Linked DNA regions of Macaca mulatta: region 2 is linked to region 1. Evidence: chromatin contacts called from public Hi-C data. All regions are on one chromosome and are shown on one strand. Each heading gives the region's core, a stretch centred on a gene start, on an enhancer-like site or on the middle of the called end of the contact. The rest is flanking DNA. Distances are from core to core; before and after follow the strand shown. Region 1 holds the start of KANSL3 (KAT8 regulatory NSL complex subunit 3). Region 2 holds the start of LMAN2L (lectin, mannose binding 2 like).

Region 1 (3,167 bases), core at 310-2,809:
CAATCCTGAGAAAATCCTCTCTAAATTCCCATCTGATCACTGCCCAGTGATGGCAGCAGCAGCCCTCAGAAGCCCAAACTCACATGGTACTTTCGTGCTGCCGCCGGGGAGTGACAAAGAGCATGCGGGTGGGGCGGGCACTACTGGCATCTGGGTGGGCACTCCAAGGCTTGGCATAGCTATGATCCAGAAAAACCAGGTCCAGCTCCCGTTCGTGCACTGAAAGCTGGAAGAGCAGCGAGGTGCCCATGCGTCGAGCTGAAGTCTGGAAGTCCCTCTCCCCACCCCGGTGGGCCATGTCAGTGGAGGGGCAGAAAGTCAGAGCAAGGGTATCTGCATGCTAGTCACCTGCAGTGAGAAGTTTCAGTTTAGGTCAATTCCAATATTCTGAATTTCTCCCAATCTACACCATCGAACATGCTTACTTTTGTAACCTACTATCATTCCTGTTGAGTATCCATTTCACAGCAGACCTCTGGTGGGGAGGGTTCGTGGAATCCCACACCAACACCAAAAAAAAAGGAAAAAAAAAAAAAGAAAAACGAGGTGCCATGAGTTGTCCCATACTCAACCTCTAGCGAACTGAAATTCGCTAACGGGAGAGCTCACCGACCCCGAGGTTCAGAAAGACCTGGCGTGGACAGACACTACACCTGCTTGGCCAGCACAACTTCCTAGGTGGGCAGGAAGAGTTCTGGCAAACGGGAAATCACAAACGTGAGTTTGTCGAAAGCTAAGGTTCTCTGTCGCTTCACATCATCCTCTACCGACGATGCCAACCGAGCCCGGTCCGCAGCAGGAGCGTGGGCACCGCTAAAGGGCAGGGCAACGCGGGCCTCAAAAAAGCGAATCCCAGCTAGGGCTCCATGTCCTTCGAGTCCCTCGTACCGCGTGAAACAAAAGTTCTGTCGGTACTTCGTAATATTCCAGAGTTTATACGAAAAGGAGAGCTCCCCCCACAAAGCCTGTGACAAAATGGTCCCCGTGGAAGCCCTTTCGCCCGCACCCCCGGCGAGGCGTCCCCAGCAAACCGCCCCGGACCCCGGCGGCCCCGCAGGCGTTCCTGCCACTGAGCCTCCATCGAGGAGACAGGGCCATGACTCGCATTTTACAGACGAGGTCGCCAGCTCGGGGAACTGAAGCGACTTGGCCAAGGTCATGCAGAGTTCGCGACGAGGAGGAGCCTCCTGGCCCCCGCCCGCCGCCCGCCGCCGCCCGCCGCCGCCCGCCGCCTCCCGCCTCCCGCTCCCTGGGGCACGGCTCGGCGTCCGCGTCACCGAGGCCCAGACGCGGCCCCCGCCCGCCCCCGGCCCAACCCGCCCGACCAGCCCCGGCAGCCGGCCCTAGCCCGGGCCCCCGCACGCCCCGAGAGCCCTGAAGCCCTCGCCGAGACCCCCGGCCGTCCCAACCAGGGCCGCGAACCCCACGGCCCGCCACTCCCCTCGAAGCCAACGCAGCTCTCACCCGCGCTCTTACGGCCGCGCGCTCGGCCCGGGCCAGATCCCTCAGCGCGTGCGCGTCAACGCCTCCACGCCCCGGCGCTGCGGGCACCGAGTAAAACGCGGAAGAGGCTCACGGCCTGGGAAGGGAGAGGCGGTGAGCGGCAAAGCCCGGAACGGATAAAGCCCCGGCGCCTCAGTCCGGAAGAGGAGCGCCGAGAGCGCGAGAGCGTGTCCGAAGCAGAAAGTCAGCACCTGGGCTGGAGTGTCCCCCTCGCGCATTTTCAGTAGGGAAAGCGAGGGCGGAGGACGAGGCTGGCTTCTACGGCCCCAGTTCTCGCCACCCCCATCGTGTTGGTCCTTTGTGCCCTCTGGGCGGTCGAGCACCCAACTGTCCACCTCCACCAGGGCAGTCCCCTGAATTTCCTCATTAAGAATGTACCTGTGTGGCTCACGCCTGTAATCCCAGCGCTTTGGGAGGCCTAGGCGGGAGGATCTCTTGAGCTCAGGAATTTGAGATGAGCCTGGCCAATATGATGAGACCTCTGTATCTACAAAAAATTTTAGAAATTAGGCATGTGTGATAGTGATGTATGCCTGTAGTCCCAGCTACTCGGGAGGCTGAGGTGGGAGGATCACTTGAGTCTAGGAGGTCCAGGCTGCCATGAGCCATGGTCGCGCCACGGAACTCCAGCCTGGACGACGGAGTGAGACCATGTCTCAAAAAAAAAATAGAATTTTGTTACTGACCCTAGATCGCTTTGTGTGGTTAACTTTCCTATGTGTTTTTGTGTAGAGACAGTAGATCCTCAAAGTCAGGGAAATTAACCTTTGTATCCTCCAGAGAACATAGAGCCCAGGACATAGGTAATTGTTCAAATGATGACTGATCAATAATTGGTTATTTGGTTGACTGACTGAGAGAGCAAGAGTCATGGTTCAAGATGATAAATCTCACCCGGGAGCTGTGGCTCATGCCTATCATCCCAGCACGTTGGGAGGCCCAGGTGGGAGGATCGCTTGAGACCAAGAGTTCAAGACCAGCCTGCACAGAACAGTCAGACTTCGTTTCTATTTTTTTAAAAAAATTAATTAATTAAATTTTTAAAAATGGCCAGGTGTGGTGGCTCACACCTGTAATCCCAGCACTTTGGGAGGCTGAGGCGGATGGATCACAAGTTCAGGAGTTCAAGACCAGCCTGGCCAAAATGGCGAAACCCTGTCTCTACTAAAAATGCAAAAATTAGCCACGTGTGGTGGCCCATGCCTGTAATCCCAGCTACTCGGGAGGCTGAGGTAGGAGAATCACTTAAACCCGGGAGGCAGAGATCGGTGAGCCGAGATCGCCGAGCCGAGATTCATTCTTTGCCAATTTAAGAGGTGATAAATGGTATCTTATCCCGTTTCTTGGCTTATTAATGAGTTTGATTTTTTGTTTTGTTTTGTTTTGTTGTTGTTGTTGTTGAGACGGGGTCTCTCTCTGTCGGCCAGGCTGGAGTGCAGTGGCGTGATCTCGGCTCACTGCAACCTCCGCCTCCAGGGTTCAAGCGATTCTCCTGCCTCAGCCTCCCGAGTAGCTGAGACTACAGGCGTGTGCCACCACGCCCGGATAATTTTTTTGTATTTTTAGGAGAGACAGGGTTTCACTGTGTTAGCCAGGATGGTCTCCATCTCCTGACCTCGTGATCCACCCACCTCGGCCTCCTAAAGTGCTGGGATTACAGGCAT
Region 2 (3,159 bases), core at 126-2,625, 100 kb after region 1:
AAAGAGTTTGACCCTCACGTCTCTGGCGCTTAGTCACATTCTTTCTTTTCTTTTTTCTTTTTTTGAGATGGAGTCTCGCTCTGTTGCCCAGGCTGGAGTGCAGTGGCGCGATCTCAGCTCACTGCAAGCTCCGCCTCCCACGTTCACGCCATTCTCCTGCCTCGGCCTCCCCAGCAGCTGGGACTACAGGCGCCCGCCACCACACCCGGCTAATTTTTTTGTATTTTTAGTAGAGACGGGGTTTCACCGTGTTAGCCAGGATGGTCTAGATCTCCTGACCTCGTGATCCGCCCGTCTCGGCCTCCCCAAGTGCTGGGATTACAGGCGGGAGCCACCGCACCCGGCTGTCACATTCTTTCTTTAAACAACCCTTAAGGTGTGAAGCTACTCCCTGTACCCTCAACTATAAACTTCTTTAAGAGTGAAAACTTCGTGTCTGCAAACTCATGAATATTAGCAAAGAGATCAGCACACAGGCTATCCAGGCATGTAAGGGAATAAATGATTACCCTTAGTAGTAGCCTATACTCTTGCACTTTGAACTGTTTTGTGTCCCACTACTTATGCCTTAGTGGGGAAAGACTTGTGTTAGTTAAGCCATCTGCACTGGTTTGTCAACGTTTTGTAGCTAACTGTATCAATTTTCTGGCCGATAAGCTGTGCTTAGAGTTGTGTAAACCCTAACGTCTTTCATCAATAGGGCCCCTAGGCTGCAGAAGAGAAGGTGGTTCTACCCAGCAGCATAATTTTATCATCTTTCTTCTCATTCCGTTCAAGTTCTACCCCAGTTCTTCCTCTTGCTTTATTTCTAGCACATCCACAGGTCCCTCTGGAGACCGGCTCATTGCTAGTAGCCCTCAATTACCCCTCACCATTCTCAATTCTCTCCCCTTCCCAAACTCCTCCTGTCTAACTCCAGGCCTAGCACTAGTGGCACCCGACAGCCCTGCCTTTACCTACTGGAAACTTCCAGAGCTTGGCAGGCACACCTAACTCCTGACTTTCAGACCTGTGGCTCCCAAACGCGGAGGGAGTCCCCGTGGGCCCCACCACCGCCAGCAGTTTCCTCCGGGCCACGAAGCCCTTCGCCGCCCCCGCCTCTACCCCTGAAATCAAGTCCCGAAGCCCGCCCCACTGCACGACCACCTCACCCTGGGCGCCTCACCCTGGTAGGGCTTCGACAGCGAGTGCTCCCGTTTCAAGTACTCGAACGTCTGACCCGCCCCGACTTGCTGTGGCCCCTGCCCAGACCCCAACAAAAGAAGAAGGAGTAACATCCTGGACCCATCCCGAGCCGACAAACATCGCCGCCACTTCTGCCACCACCCAAGGGGTCCCAGAGTCGCCGCCATCTTTCCCACCGCCGACCCTTCATCAAAAGCCCGCCCTGTCGCCCAACCCATTGGCCCGAAGAACAACCGTCCCCGCGTTCTATTGGCTCTCGTCAAGCCCCGCCCCTGCAGGTGAGCATATCACCGATTGGCTGGCTTGGGTATCAGTTGCCTTGCCAACCCAGAAAAGGGGCGTAGCCGAATGCCCAGACTCCCTTATTTGCATTTGCCCTGAGTTCCGCTAGGCTTGCTGGGATACGTAGTTTATTCCCACTTTGTTTTCTGCGTACGAGAGTAAATTTAAAGAGATAAAACGTTTCTTCTGGTCCCAAACATTCTATCCTCTCTGCAATAGTACGGTCCTAACTGCAGCTCTCTGAATCAGTTTGGAAGATATAGCAGTGAAAGGAGAAATAGACAAATCCATAAAATAACTGGAAAATTATCAATTTATAAAAGACTTGAACAGTACTGCCAACTAACTTGACCTGATGATATTTATAGAAATTCCATCTAACAACTGCGGAAGACACATTCTCTTCAAATGCAAATGACTCCTTTGCCGTGATAGTCTGGGCCATCAAGCAACCTACAGATATAGAAGAATTGAAAGCACACAAATTAATTAATTCTAAAAGCCATCACCTCCTTCCCTCCTTTTCTTTCCTTTTTTGTTTGAAACGAGGTCTTGGCCGGGCGCTGTGGCTCACGCCTGTAATTCCAGCACTTTGGGAGTCCGAGACGGGCGGATCACCTGAGGTTGGAAGCTCGAGACCAGCCTGACCAACATGGAGAAACCCCATCTCTATTAAAAATACAGAAAAAAAAAAAAAATTGCCAGGCGTGGTGGCACCTGTAATCCCAGCTACCGGGAGGCTGAGGCAGGAGAATCGCTTGAACCCAGGAGGCAGAGGTTGCCGTGAGCAAAGACTAAGCCACTGCACTCCAGCCTGAGCCACAAAAGCAAAACTCCGTCTCAAAAAAAAGAGAGAGAGACAGACAGACAAGGTCTTGCTCTGTTGCCCACGCTGGAGTGCAGTGGCACAGTCTCAGCTCCAGCCTCTACCTCCCTGGCTCAAGTGATCCTGCCACCTTAGCCTCCTGAGTAACTGGGACTACAGGCACATCCCTTCATCTTTATCCGGCACCACAACAACATGTGTCCAGACTGGTCTCCACGTAGCCACTAAAGTGATCAAAACCATCTAACCATGGTGAGGGTCAGGGTTAAATGAGTCAATATTGGTAAACCTCTTAGAACAATGCCTTGCATGTAGTAAGCACTATTTCTTTCTTTTTTATTTTCTTTTTTTTTGTTTTTGTGTTTGAAACAGGGTCTCTCTCTGTCGTCCAGGCTGGAGTGCAGTGGCATGGCCACAGCCTCAACCTCCTGGGCTCAAGGGATCTTCCCACTTCAGCCTCTCAAGTAGCTGGGACGACAGGTATGTGTCACCACGCCTGGCTAATTTTTAATTTTTTGTAGCAATGGGGTGTGTGGGGGGGGAGTCTCACTAAGTTGCCCAGATTTGTCTCAAACTTCTGGACTTCAGGGATCGCCCTCCTCAGCCTCCTAAAGTGCTGGGATTAGAGGTGTAAACCACCACACCGAGCCATAAGCACCATTTCATCATCATCATTCTTGTTAACCGGGCCTTTGATGGCTCACTGTCACCTGTGGGGAGGAGATTCAAGCTCCTCGACTTGGCACACAAAGCCCCCTGCCATCTGGCCCTGGCCTTATTGCCCATGACTCTTTTCCTCCATCTTTATGCTCCAGCTTCCCTTCCCTCTTTTTTTCTGCAGTCCACTTCCTTCTGGAGGTCCTTCC

The links. A called contact is a pair of places that touch in the nucleus more often than the background predicts.
Region 2: a contact with region 1 is called in a Hi-C map of blood, with 5 times the contacts expected there. The contact joins the promoter of LMAN2L here to the promoter of KANSL3 in region 1. A contact is called at or near these places in 3 of 14 Hi-C or Micro-C datasets (blood, fetal cortical plate and liver).

Annotation. Positions count from the first base shown.
Region 1 is chr13:5,292,617-5,295,783 of T2T-MMU8v2.0, forward strand. KANSL3 (KAT8 regulatory NSL complex subunit 3) reads right to left here and starts at 1,560. Exons shown (of 21, transcript NM_001194121.2): 1 at 1,465-1,560; 2 at 84-348.
Region 2 is chr13:5,395,752-5,398,910 of T2T-MMU8v2.0, forward strand. It overlaps LMAN2L (lectin, mannose binding 2 like), which reads right to left and starts at 1,376. Exons shown (of 8, transcript XM_028832179.2): 1 at 1,166-1,376.